Regions from separate parts of the Mus musculus genome. Here region 2 is linked to region 1. Evidence: chromatin contacts called from public HiChIP or PLAC-seq data. All regions are on one chromosome and are shown on one strand. Each heading gives the region's core, a stretch centred on a gene start, on an enhancer-like site or on the middle of the called end of the contact. The rest is flanking DNA. Distances are from core to core; before and after follow the strand shown. Region 1 has its middle 35 kb from the start of Rassf10. Region 2 overlaps Arntl (aryl hydrocarbon receptor nuclear translocator-like).

Region 1 (6,928 bases), core at 2,153-4,652:
GAACCCCATATATTGTAACTATGAGGAAGAACTCCTTGCTGTGATCTTGTTTACTAATCAATTAATGTGTGCATTCATGCACTAATGTATATGAGCACACATATCCATACATGCACACAGTGGCCAGAAGTTGACACTGGGTGTCTTCCTTTGTTGTTTTCCACCTTATTTTTTGAGTCAGGGTCTTTCACTGACCCAGGAGCTCCCTGGCCAGCCAGCTCTGGGGAGCCTCCTCTTTCCACCTCCACCCCACAAAGCGCGGGGGTTAAAGATGGTGCCACCAATCCTGGCTTTTACAAAGATGCCTTTACCCACTGAGCCACCACCCAGCTCATGCTGTCTGTCTTTAAATCCAGCCTTTTAAAAGTGTAATTTGCTCTCATTAGAAGTAAACAATGAGTTTGGAAAATTGCACTCAGTTGCATAACTGTCACCACATAAAGTACAGCACATATGCACCACCTACACCTAGAGCTTCCCACTTCTCTTCAAGCCATCCCCTCCCCATGACAGCCAGGCTCAGGCAGGCAAGCACTAGTTTGTGCTCTGTTCTTCTACTTTTGGCTTTTCTGGGAGTTCACGTAATCGGTGGCATGCGGCATGCAGTCCTTTCTGTTCGCTTCCTTTCACTCCCAATAATGTGTTTCAGTGTCATCAATGATATTTCTAAAAGCAGTAAGTAGTTCATTGCCTTTTCATTGCCAACAGTAGTGTCCCAAAGCGCACATGCACCACTGTTGAATCCCAGCTGACAGGCATTTGAGTTGTTCCCAACTTTTGGGCTTTAGTGTATCCTGCTGCTGTGAGAAGTGTCTGTGCTGAGCCTTTTTGTGGACATGTCATTGAGTCATTGGCAATTGTGTCTTTGTAAGAGCTTGTCCCTTTATTTCTCCACACAACTGTGCCATTCCCCATGGCCTCCAGCCATGGATGCCGCCTTTGGAATTGGTAGTTGTCATTCTTCACCATTTAGCCTTCTGATAGGTACATAATAGCATCTCTTTGTGGTTTTAACTTGAACTTCCTGGATGACCTAGTGAGACCCAGTGCTCTCCATGTGCCCCTTAGCTACTCGTTTATCTTAGGAAGTGACCCCCTCGAATCTTTTCCTCATATTTATTTCTTTTAGTCATTGAGTCTTGGGAGGGTTTGATATAGTCTGGATACAAGCCTGTTTTTGCATAGATGCCTTGCCAATCTTTTCTCCTTCTCTGGCTTGCCTTGCAGTTTCTTAGCTTGACCATTTGAGGAGCAAAAGCCTTAAATCACAATAAAGCCTGTTTTATCTTTTTAAAAGATGTGATTCCTCTCCTCCTCCCCCTCCTCCTCCTCCTCCCCCCTCCTCCTCCCCCTCCTCCTCCTCCTCCCTCCTCCTCCTCCTCTCCCCTCTTCCACCTCCCTCCACCTCCTTCTTCTCCACTTTCCTCCTCCTCTTCCACTCCCCCCTCCTCCTCCTTCCTCCTCCTCTTCCTTTTTCTTCTTGAAACCTCATTTTAATCTACCCATGTGAATACATGGGAATTCATTCGACTTGTGGCCTGACTCTGTATCCACCATTTGTAAAATTGTTTATTAAGTTGAATAGCTTTTTGTAAAGAATTATAGGACCTTGTCATCTGCAAATTTAGACAGTTTGCCTCTCCCTTCACAATAAAAGTGTCTGTCTGCACCCCTTACTTTTAACACAGGATCTGACCCTGCTGACCTGGAACTCCTGTGCAGCCCAGCTCACTTGTTGCAATTCCCCTCTGCTCCTGGGATGCTGCACCTTCATGCCCACCTTCACTGGGGCTTTCTCCACTGAATTCCAACTAGCCTTATTTTGTAGCAGTGGCTTCTTTCTAAGGTGTTTTTGTCCTTAGCTGAGACGCTTCCTCTCTTCCTGAGCATGCTCGGTTCAGGGGTCAGCCAGCGGCAGGATTGGGTAGCATTTAGAGAGGGCTGGGGACAGGGTGTCTCAGGCTCCCAACCTTCCTGGTCTGTCAGCTGTCATCGTTCTGAATGCAACCTTCTGTTTCAGGGACCAAAATGATGGCTGCTTTTCACCAGTCCCAGCAGTAGCTCATACACCACTGGGTACCCCCAGGCTCAAAGAGCAGAAGCAGGGAGGGATCACACTTCAGTAACATCTCTGCTTCATGCCTGGCTTTTCCCAGAGCCTGCCTACTGGCTTCACTCTTCAGTGCTGTCGGATAGCTGCATTTCAAGTGGCGTCCACCCAGCAGATGTGTCTGTAATCATTTCTGTGAACAGAAGTCTTACTGAGTGAACATTGTATCAGTTCCCTTGATGTGGGAGTTACATTGTCTTTTCCTTTTTATAGTTGCTGAGTCTTCTCATGAGGTCAGTCTCGAATCTAGTCACAAAGTAAAGGGAGTTTGGATTAATTTTTGTCAGCACATCTGGACATTTGGGCACAGAGGTGGGAATGAGGTTAGAGGTCACGCTGTGCTTGCATACCCTTCTCTCTTTCTATTCAGGAGGGCCATAGTCCAAGATTCTCATTGACTGTGTGAAACCGCAGTTTCAAAGATGTCCTAATTATAGCATGACCACAGAGTCCCAGAGTTGATGGATCCTCCCACACTTGATGCTCTCTCTGGTGCTCCAGGATGCTGTTAAGTAGAGTTAAGGTGACTTGAGCACAAGCATGGAGATATAGCAGAGTTAGGGTGATGGCTTACTAAGTAACAAACGGTTAGGTAGTATATACACTGTGGATGCCCTGGACAGAGGGAACAGTCATGCCCCAGGGAGGATGGAGCAGCTGGAGATTGCATCACAGTGTTCAAACTGGGATGTAACTTAAAACCTCATGAGTCGATTATTTGTGAAATTGTCCGTTTGCTCTTCTCTGACTGCAGCTGATGGCAGGCAACAGACTCAGTGATTAAAAACCACAGGGTGGGGGGGGGGGGGCAAAACCACCAACAGAAATGGACGACTGTCGTCGGCTGTACGGAAATATTTATTGGAAAATAATACGTAATGCACATAATGGCCTTGACGTCAGTGAGCACATTAATGGGAAACAAAGAGGCAGAGAGAATGGAGAATGGAAAGTTAGACAGAAAAAAGCAAAGATGGAAACAAACAGACGGAGAGGTGGGGGCGGAGGGAAGGGAGGGAGGAGGCAGAGGAGGGAGAGTGAGAACGGTGACCACAGAGAGCCCTAGGACAAAGAAACAAGGCTAAGGGCTTTTTCACATGGCCACAGAGATAGACACGGAAGATGAGCCCTGGCGCTAGGTGGAGTGTGCGCATGCCCAACCCTTGCCTGTCCTGTCACTCAGGAGCTCTGACCTTGTGAGCTTTCCTCCCTCCCGCTCCTGTGACAGCTGCCTGTCAGTCTGTGTGGCCAGGAGACGTTAAGAATAGAAGCTGTGCAGAAGCCAGGGATTCTCTGAACCAGCACAGTTGATTTTGTGATGCCCTCAGGTCCAGTCTGAGGGAGGCTCGGTGTGCGCGGTCCCTGGGTGCTTATGCCTCCGTCTGGAGCCTGCGTGATTTCCCACTGCTGCTAATCTTGAGCTTCACTCCCCTTACACATCACCAGTTCCCCGAATCCACTCCAGGCTGCCCCACCTCACTGCCAAGATTCCCTCACAGAGATGCCCGCGCCATGCCCCGCCCCCACCAACCCTCCTGGCGTCTTTCTGCGTCGTCCTTTTTCCTTCTTCCCCAGATGTACACCGAGTTACCTTGTAGCAGGTGACAGCAGTGGGCCCATGGTCTCTTTTGGAATAATCTCTCGGAGAATTTTGTTAAGTGAATTTTCTCACCCTATAGTCTTAAGTCTCCTCTGTCCTCAATGTAGCTTTCTCTGTTCAGAATTGACATCTGAATCTCTGCTGGACCAGCGCCTAAGACTGAATTGACTCCCAGGGCCTGGACGGGGGTACTGAGATTTTGCCTACCCCCCCCCTCCCCGGCCTTAATAGTGAGTTGGAAAGAGGCTGGATTTGTGATAGAGTCTGCTCGAGAGAATTCTGTTTACAAGACCATCCTGTTAGGGAGAGACTTACCTCCATCTACTATCTTGCAACGTCTGGAAATCCTTCAGGGGATTAGTGGCCCAGGAGTTTAATGTCAGGAGCAGGTAGAAATGAGGACATCCTAGTTTCAGGGCATAAGGCACAGGTGGACATAAAGATGTCACCTTTATAAGTGCCCAAAGCTTAGCTTAATACCATGTTTTAAAAAGAAAACCTCCTGTGTTTCTTTTTAAAGGTTTTGTCTTTGGTGTGTGTGTGTGTGTGTGTGTGTGTGTGTGTGTGTGTGTGTGTGTGTGTGTGTGCATGTAAGAGAGACAGAGACAGAGATACAGGGACAGAGACACAGAGAAACACAGAGACAGACAGAGACATAAAGAGACACAGATACAGAAAGACAGAAGGGGTAGATGGAGACAGAGAGAAGAGGGGAGAGGGAGGCAGAAGGAGGGGTAACACTCATGGAAATCAGGGGACAACTTGCAAGGTCACACATTTTACCAAGGTCTTTGGGCCCCTCAGACTATACAGTCAGGCCTGGCACTACCATTTCTGGGGCTATTTTCAGAGAAGTAGAGCAAGTTTTGTATGGCTGGGCCACCTGGGGCCACAGGGTTCTTGGAAATTAAAAAAATAAAACCAAACCAAATCAAACCAACCAACCAAAAAAAAAAAAAAAACAACAAAAACCCACTTTAGTACGTTCCTCTTGTGGACAGCAGAGGGCAGCAAACTGCCATGTCAACACTCCTGGAAGCCGGCGGCTTGGATAGAAGAGACTACTAGGGTTGGTTGGCTTCATGTTTTTAACCATTACAAGCACATGCTGGTAACCCCAGAACTTTGGAGGCCAACCTGAAAGATCATGAGGTCGAGGACAACTTGGGCAACATAGTGAATTCAGCCAGCTGTCTAAAATTGTCAAATAACAACAACAACAAAAAAAAAAACCCTGAAGCCAAGGGACTGTACATGATGCTCTTGGCTCCATTCCAGCACACTGTGAACCAGGTCTAGTGTCCTACACCTGTAACCCCAGCACTGTAGGTTCACAAGTTTAAGGACATCTTCAGCTACATAGCAATTTCAAGGTTAGACTGGGATGCATTGAGACCCTGTCTCAAAATAAAACAATGCTCTCCACCCCCAAACCTAAAACAGAACAAGCAAAACCCAGAACCCCTCAGTCAAGGTCATATGTGTGGTTGCTATTCCTGCAAAACCTGAACTCTTTCGAAAGCTCTTTTGACCTTGACAGTGGGAGCCAGCGAAGGGTGTCCAGTGCAGGGCTATGCTGCCTATAAAGAAGACAGACCCCTTCAAAGACTTCCCAAGTAGCTGGCATCGGTCTCCATGGGGCTGCCTCTCATCCTGACAGTTTTCCAGCAAGGTCTGTATTGCCATCTCTCCTTTCCTAAGGAGGGCACTGGACTCCAACTTGGGCAATTTTTCAACGGCTCATAGCTATGAAGTAGAATAACATGGATTTGAATCCTTGTCTACTGACTTTCTAAAAAAAAAAAAAAAAAAAAAAAAAAAAAAAAAAACAATGTCAGCTCCACAAATCCAATCTCTAATAAGATAGGTATAAGAACGCCATCTCGCCTCCATGTGCTGTAAGTGAGAATATGTGTAAGACGGCAATCCCTCAGGCTGTACCCAGTTCTGTCAGATCATTTGTTCTGTCGGGACAGCTGGCACCCAGATTATGCCCGTGCTCTGCTGGCTCATCTCTCTCTACCAAGTGTGCTGACTTCACACAGAGAGAGCCAATTGACAACAAGGAACCTTGTGAGAAAAATGACACCATGAGATTTGGCCTGTAGGCAAGTTTGTGTGGACATTTTCCTAGTTCATGATTGATGTGGGAAGGCCTAGCCCACTGTGGGAGGTGCCCTTGGGCAGCTGGACCTCAACTGTATAAGAAAGCAGGCTGAGCAAGCCATGGGGAGCAAGCTAGTAAGCAACATTCCTTCGAGGTTTCCAATTTGGTTCCTGCTCTGCTTGAGTTCCTGCACTGGCTTCTCTTAATGATGGACTAACACATACAAGCCAAATTAGCCCTTCCCTCCCAAAGTTGTTTTTGGTTGCTGTTTTACCACCGCAGTAGAAAGCAGACTGGAATGGTAAGAAGGGCCTACGCAACCTTTTGATTGTTGCAACCCCACCTCAGTTCACTCTGCGTCCCAAAGCTCTGAGGTTCTCAGAAGCTCATCATTGGTTGGAACCCCATGAAAATGATCCTTCTACTTAATCTCCTACACTTCTGGCAGCCTGAGACAGTTTTGTTTCGATGGGTTGATTTAGAAGTTACATAGAAGACTCAGTCACTCCTGAGGTAGTCCCAAAGCATATCAGAGTCCAAAGAAGATGGAGCTGTAAGTGTTCCTATGTAATGGAGGTGAACTACAGATTCCAAGGCATACCCATATCAGGTAGAACTCATCAACGAGACAAGCAGAGTCCATATAAGAGACAGGACATGTGCCATTGCTGAGTCCATGATTGTCACCCAGCTGAGGAGCGAGGCTCATGGCCTGCCTGGATTTAGCTTTGCCTTGCCTTTGTGGTTATAGATACAAGCAAGGCTATGTCTGACAATGGCTGCTGTACACAATAAGTGGGAGGGGATAGCATTACCTAGTCTCAAACCAGACTCTCTGAGCATAGCAGCCATTACTGCCTTCAAAGCAACTGTAACGGCCCACGAGAGACCATCAAGATGTCCCTGAATGAGATGAAGCAGTCTCATTCAGGGCCAAGCAGGGAATGAGCTGTCCAAAGAAGCTGAACATGGAGAGGAGACTAATCTAAGAGAGTCTGTGTGTCATTTCTACATGGCACCCACACTCCCTTGAGCTTTTATAATACCTTTTGGGGTTCACCAAGCTCTTACCCAAGGTTCTAGCCACTCTTTCCTACAGCCCCCTCCCAGC
Region 2 (6,421 bases), core at 3,284-5,783, 380 kb after region 1:
TTAAACTTAAGCTTTCATTCTGAAACAGAGCTTTCTTGACTTGGCAATTTCCCTCTGATCACTAGATGACCAGGCACACACAGTCACCCGGGAGGGAATCTTGCTGGTCTCACATAGTATTGGCTGTAAGCACCGTCTTCTTCTGACACCAGGGAAGGTGTCAGTGCACGGCCCCACACACTGGAGTCTTAGAAAATAATTCCCTGCTTTGCTTTCAGATCATGTGTCCTGACCTGTGATAAATTGATTATCCATTTCTCCTGATTAGGCAGCAGATGGATTTTTGTTTGTCGTAGGATGTGACCGAGGGAAGATCCTCTTTGTCTCCGAGTCTGTCTTCAAGATCCTCAATTATAGCCAGGTAATGTCAAGCTCCCATTAGTGGTGGGCAGCCTCATGGTAGTCAGAAATAGCATGTAGTTTTTCAAAAGAATTAAAGTATATGGGTCACATGTGAAATCCTTCTTCCAAAAATTCTTAACTTCTTAACACAGAAATGAATTTAAACTTAGGAAGAATTTTAACACATCCCGTATTTTCCCCAACTGGAATGTTTGACTCTGACCCAAGCAACAGCTTAAGTTTTCTTCTCGCTACAAAATGAAGATCCCACATCTGTGGACTAGGATGGGGAGTGAAGCTGTCTGAAAGGGAGAGAAAGGTAGGCAGGTAATTCAATACCCAAGAATAGGAATCTTGGGAACTTACCCCAGAGGCCCACCTCCCTTTTTCTGTTTATGCAGGCCAGGATCTCAGTCCTGGAACTATGCCTGGCACAGTGGTTGGGTCTTCCCACGTCACTTCACAATGGAGATTACCCCCACGCCCCAGCACGCCCAGATGCTCAATGTCCCGGGGGATTCTAGATTCTGTTACCATTAACTGTCATGTACAGTTTTTGTTTTTCTGTTTTGAATAGCTTGTAGGATCAAATAAGAGGAACATATGAAAGCTTCTAGAATAATCATTTCACCTATTATGTCCTCAGAATATGTGTTAATTCATTCACCCAATTACGTCTTGGTAATTGCATGGAAGCCTGGTAGGCAGAAGTTTTTAGTCAAAATGCCATTTCTATAAATGAGAATCCATGTAAATTTAGCTTTTCCAAGATGTTTTGCTTTTTAATTTTTCTTCTGAGGGCACTCATAAAGGGAAGTCTGTTATCTCTGTTAGCAGACACAGGTGGTGAAGGCACACAAAGATAGGACTTGTATAGTTGGACACTTACCCTAGTACCCAGGTGGCTGAGATAGGAAGGTCATGACCCGAGTAACACAGGCAAGGTGGAATTCTATGTCAATAGAATGTCCAGGGAAATTCTATGTCAAAACAAACAGTACCCCTCAGAAACGAACGAAGTATTTCATTCCTGGAAACACCATGATTGGTTAGCCAGTACCAAAGGTCCAAGCGAGTCATGCCATTATAAATTTCACCTCTCCTGTGCTGAACATTACTGGGTATGTTATTATAAACATTCTTTTGTCTACGCTGTCCATTATAATAACTAGAATCACCTTGTCTCCAGCGATTCAATGCTGCCACCTGGCCCTTGTTACCTCGGAATCCAACTAAACCCAGTGAATTTAATTCATCTAATTGAGCAGAAGCATCTCCAATGCTAAGATGTGGCACAAGGAAAAGGGAAAGAACAAAACCCTTCAAATGTGCTGGTGCCCCTCTCACCAATTTGCGTCTTATAGAGCTGGTGAAAGGCATATCTTCTGGACAGAGTTGGAAATAGCCCGTTCTCTGTAGCTTTTTCTTTTAATGTCTGCTGGGCATTTAGGGGTGTTGGACCAATGTTTCTTCCAGGTGTCTACCCAGCAAAAGTCTGGATGTGTGTGCAGCATTCCATAAATGCTTGAGATGGCCAGGGTTCAGAAGGCAGAGTAGAGGCCAGGGCTGTACAGACGGGGGCTACTCCTGCATCTTGTGTATCTCAGCCGTGCTGACTGTCCATTCATCTGTCATCCCCACAGAATGACCTTATTGGCCAGAGCTTGTTTGACTACCTGCATCCAAAAGATATTGCCAAAGTTAAGGAACAGCTATCTTCCTCGGACACTGCGCCCCGGGAGCGACTCATTGATGCCAAGAGTGAGTGCAGGGGAGGCTGTGTGTCTTCTCCTCACCCACCATGCCGCTCGCTCGGACGCTGCCTCACCACTGTGCGGGGACAGAGACGGGTTCCTGGGGCCCAGCCTCTCTGTTCTTACCTCTCTGCCATATTTCTTCTCCATTACAGCTGCTGGCTGTGGCTAAATGGACTTATTTATGCTCACTTGGGTTTGTTAACATTGTGGACTATCTAAAGAAGAGAGGTTTCAATGGCCAAACTTAGTGCAAGGAAGAGCCACTTTGACTAGATTCTGTCTGATTTCTGGTTAACTTTCCCCCCCCCTCCCGGAATCTATAACTTTCTAATAGCATGTTCTTAAGTTGAAAAGACTCATATTGTCCTGTTCTCCAGAACAAATCTTTCTCTCTCCGCCCACCCCCACCCCTCTGAGCTGCACTGATGCCAGTGTTTCTTAGATCCGTACAAGGCTCTTTACTTCCTGCAGCCTAGGATCAGCATTTCTCCGGCCCCAGCCCTTGCCCCCGACAGCCGTTCCCAGGCCAAGACTCAGGAGCTGGCCCTGTGGTTGGTTAGGTGCACATCCTGCCTCTGCCATTCACTGGATGTGTGGCTGTGAGGAAGGTCACCTCTCTGTGCCTCAGTTTCCTCGCCTATAAAATGTAGTATGTCATTGGGTTGTTGAAAAGTTTCACAATGTTGGTGCTGACTTGCTAGAAGGAGAATGTAGACGGTTTCTAGCATGGGGCAAGTGTGGCACTGACTGGTGTTGGGTCTGCTTGAGCTCAGTGCAGTTGACATAATGGCTTCCTTGTGGCTCAGTTCTCCATGTTGATTGGTGATAGAGATGGTGTCAGAGAACTTCTCCCAGGCACCTTTCAGGAAGTTGTGCTTCTCCATGAAAGCAGGCCCTGATGCCTGTTGCCCACTGTAGGCTGGCTTCGGCACCTTCCAGTGAATTTTGTCCTTGAGGCTCTTCCCGCATGGTCAGGAGTCAGTGACATGGGCAGCACTCTGCAGGATAGTTGCAGCTGCAGTAGTAGTGCCCGGCATGGGCCATGAGCCTGCGTCAGCTGAGGTGTGCTTGTAAAGATGAGCTAATGTGTGCCAGCAAGGGGAGGGGATGAACAGGGGAAGCGGCCAGCAGAGAAAAACCTGTGTGGAGTCCCAGAGCCTGTTTGCTGCCTCCATCAAAATGTGCAGGCAGAGAGATACAGAGAAGGGCACTGAACCAATATGGCAGGCTTGGGCTGGCATTCTAGAGAAGTTAACAGAGCCAGTTTGGGAAAGGCAGTGGGGAGAGGCTCCCTGAGCAGCGGCCACTGCTTGGCATGGGTGCGGTGCTACCCCAGTGGTGTCTGTAGTCCCAACTTCACAGCCATGAGGAAGGTAAGAGGCAAGCGTGTCAATGTCAGCCAGGAGCTTTCAGTAGCCTTGCTCTACCTGCAATTCAGTCTAGCCCAGCAGAACAAACTGGCAGCTTGATATCGTGCTTATCAAGTGTGCCAAAGGCTCAGGGCTCCGTCCACAGTGCTGTGGTTAAAAGCTCAGGGCTCCATCCATAGTGCCGTGGTTAAAACCACAAGTCTGAACACAAGCTCGTCTAGTTTGGGGTTTTGGGTAGCCCCATGATTCAAAAGCAAGAATAAATGCAAAGCTAATTATAACATCACACCTAACACAATCAATCTAAAGTACTATGTTGATGTAATTATTACTAAAGATTTAAAGTTCTTTAACATTTCTTTGGTGCTGCCTCTGAAATCCTGCATATACTTCACTCAGCCCTTTTTAGTTCAGAAAGGCCATATTCCATGCTCAGTAGCAGCATGAACCTAGTGGCTGTCGCAGGGAGCACACATCCAGAATGGGGCTGACTGATCAGAGCCCCCAAGGGACTCTGTTAAGCTGAAATTTCAAATCAGTCCTGTGCCCCTCCCAACCGCTACGGTTCCCTGTTATCAGCCCCTAGTGGTATGCCTCCATTTCCTCCCCCAGAGGACCCACGCCACCTGTGCTCCCGCACTTCTTACCCTCTGTAACCGTTCCCACATGAGCACGGGCCCCCGGAGAGAACAGTGTGGCAGTAAGGGTTGTGTGGAGGTCACACTGCCCCTCCTGACAGACAGTTCTGCCCTCATTTCACCACATTTTGTGTTGATTTGCAGCTGGACTTCCGGTTAAAACGGATATAACCCCTGGGCCCTCCCGGCTATGCTCTGGAGCCCGCCGCTCTTTCTTCTGTAGAATGAAGTGCAACAGGCCTTCAGTAAAGGTGGAAGATAAGGACTTCGCCTCTACCTGTTCAAAGAAAAAAGGTACAGTTAACAGCCGTGAGGGAGGCTTATCTGGAGTCAGGGCTTTTCGGCTCTGCAGAGCAGCCACTCCGTAGCCTGCAGCCTGGGCCACCTCTCACCTTACAGCCTTGGGCAACTGGAGTGGGGGATGGGGAGCCCTAGAGCCCTGATGTGTTGCCATGGGGACATAGGCTTGTGAATAGGCTTTCTGTGTGTAACTTCTGATGTGGCTTGGGGAAAAAAAAAAAACAGTTCTGTCTCTTGAGTTCCCACCTTTCTAGAATCCTTCTGGCCAATTTCCCTAGTGACCTCATGTGTTGAACTGTTCATGGTTCTGTCTTCTCCTCTCTGCCCTGGGGCCACTCTCCTCTGTCCATATTGATGTGTATATAGGTAATGTCACCCACAGATCAAAAACCTCTAAGTTTACATTTCTACCGCAGCTTTTCTTTTGAACTCCAGGTATCTTCTTTATAAGCTTTAGGGGCGATCTAGAATGGCCAATTGGACCTCAACTTGTACCACCTGCTAATATCACTGAAGGGTATTTATTTATGTCCAGGTATAACAAGAGATTTTTAAAAAAAAAAATACAAAGTTCTTAAAAAAAGATTTATTTATTTTATAACTACACTGTGGATGTCTTCAGACACATCAGAAGAGGGTATCAGATCTCATTACAGATGGTTGTGAGCTACCATGTGAATGCTGGGAGTTGAACTCAGGACCTCTGGAAGAGCAGGCAGTGCTCTTAGCCACTGAGCCATCTCTCCAGCCCATAGCCAGAGATTTAAAAAAAAAATTATTTTCATTTTAGGCATTCAGGTGCTTTGTGTGTTTATAATGTGCTGCCTGGTACCCAGAGAGGCCAGAAGAGGGCCTTAGATCCCCTAAAACTGTCATTACAGATATGGGTACAGACATGAGCACCATATGGGCTCTCCTCTCCTGCAAGCGCAGCAAGCGTTCTTAAGCACTGAGTGGTTTCTCCAGCTGTGGAACCGGACATTTTAGGACCGACACCTAGGCTCTAGCAGCCGCAACGAGCTAGGCCACTTGTCCCATTAGAGAAACAGGTGAAGGTGACAGGGAGAGATGTCTTCTGTGTGGCCCATAAAGAGAAGAGAAACAGATAAAAGCCCCAAGTCTGTCTGTTGGAGAACTGACCCATGCTTTAGGATGAAATAGAGGAGTAACTGGAGCAAGGGGCAACAAGCCTCATTACAGCTGTAGTCTGAGTGTGCACTGGCTGAACACTGGCTTAGCTCAGTTCCTAAACACTGGGCCAAATCCGTAATTACTGGGATGTGAAGATACAAGGAAGGCTTGGGACACAATCGCTTCCGGGGTGAAGCCTTGCCCACATGGGTAACCACCCTTGTTTGGGATGGACTGTTCCTCCCGGGGTTTGTTCTTCTGAAGTCCAGGGTGATGGCAGGTTCAAGGCAACCATTTACCTCTGTGCCTTTGGCCAAAGTAAAGGAGACAACACAAAATGAAGGCAGAGATGCCAGGCTATCATCCTGCCTTGCTCCTGGTGTGCCCAGTGAAAGGCCCATGTCTCTCAGCCAGAGCAGCTTCCAAGAGCCTGTCTCACCTCTTGGAGCCAGCTACCCTCAACTCTCTCCAGGTCTGAGGAGGTCAACACTGCACTTTCTGCTTTGCCACACAGCTGTGATGAGGCCTTTTAACAAAGAATCTTTTTATCCCTTACCTCACCCTCCCCAGTTAAAACCCTCCATTGTTCCCTGCCGCTCTTGAAGAATCATAATAATTAGCATATGATGCAAACATATGATGCCGCTCTTCAGTACATCTGAGCCACACTGCCTTTCCCCTAATGCTGCCAGCCCCTTTCAAGGTCTTCCACACCCCTCTCCACCTGATTGGGATTTCTTTCCTTTTGCTGGGCTGTCTGGAGACAGACTGTTGGTGCCTTCTTTAGCACCCATGGCCCTCTTTTCAAGTGCTTTTCTATGGTTTGGCACAGTTGTATAAAGTCAGCCTCCCTGGCTACCAGGAAGCTCGGATTTGGTTTTCT

What was found. HiChIP or PLAC-seq counts read pairs in DNA pulled down with a chosen protein or histone mark.
Region 2: a contact with region 1 is called in an H3K27ac HiChIP or PLAC-seq map of acute myeloid leukemia, with 7 times the contacts expected there. The contact joins two enhancer-like sites. A contact is called at or near these places in 14 of 484 Hi-C or Micro-C datasets (the Ba/F3 cell line, the G1E-ER4 cell line, Sertoli cells and 6 more), 1 of 115 datasets of contacts at active chromatin or transcription factors (acute myeloid leukemia) and 1 of 9 other capture datasets (embryonic stem cells).

What each region holds. Positions count from the first base shown.
Region 1 is chr7:112,915,294-112,922,221 of GRCm38.p6, forward strand. No RefSeq gene overlaps it. Among named protein-coding and RNA genes, the nearest start is that of Rassf10, 35 kb to the right of the region's middle. Within about 2 kb of position 3,403, at least 51 of the 459 cell types and tissues checked have an H3K27ac peak or open chromatin away from gene starts, as enhancers often do. A contact at or near this core is called in the G1E-ER4 cell line, acute myeloid leukemia and stem cell-derived motor neurons, where this site is marked.
Region 2 is chr7:113,291,193-113,297,613 of GRCm38.p6, forward strand. Arntl (aryl hydrocarbon receptor nuclear translocator-like) reads left to right here. Exons shown (of 20, transcript NM_007489.4): 10 at 269-361; 11 at 1,986-2,103; 12 at 4,252-4,401. Among named protein-coding and RNA genes, the nearest start is that of Gm33721, 33 kb to the left of the region's middle. Within about 2 kb of position 4,534, at least 146 of the 459 cell types and tissues checked have an H3K27ac peak or open chromatin away from gene starts, as enhancers often do. A contact at or near this core is called in the G1E-ER4 cell line, acute myeloid leukemia and stem cell-derived motor neurons, where this site is marked.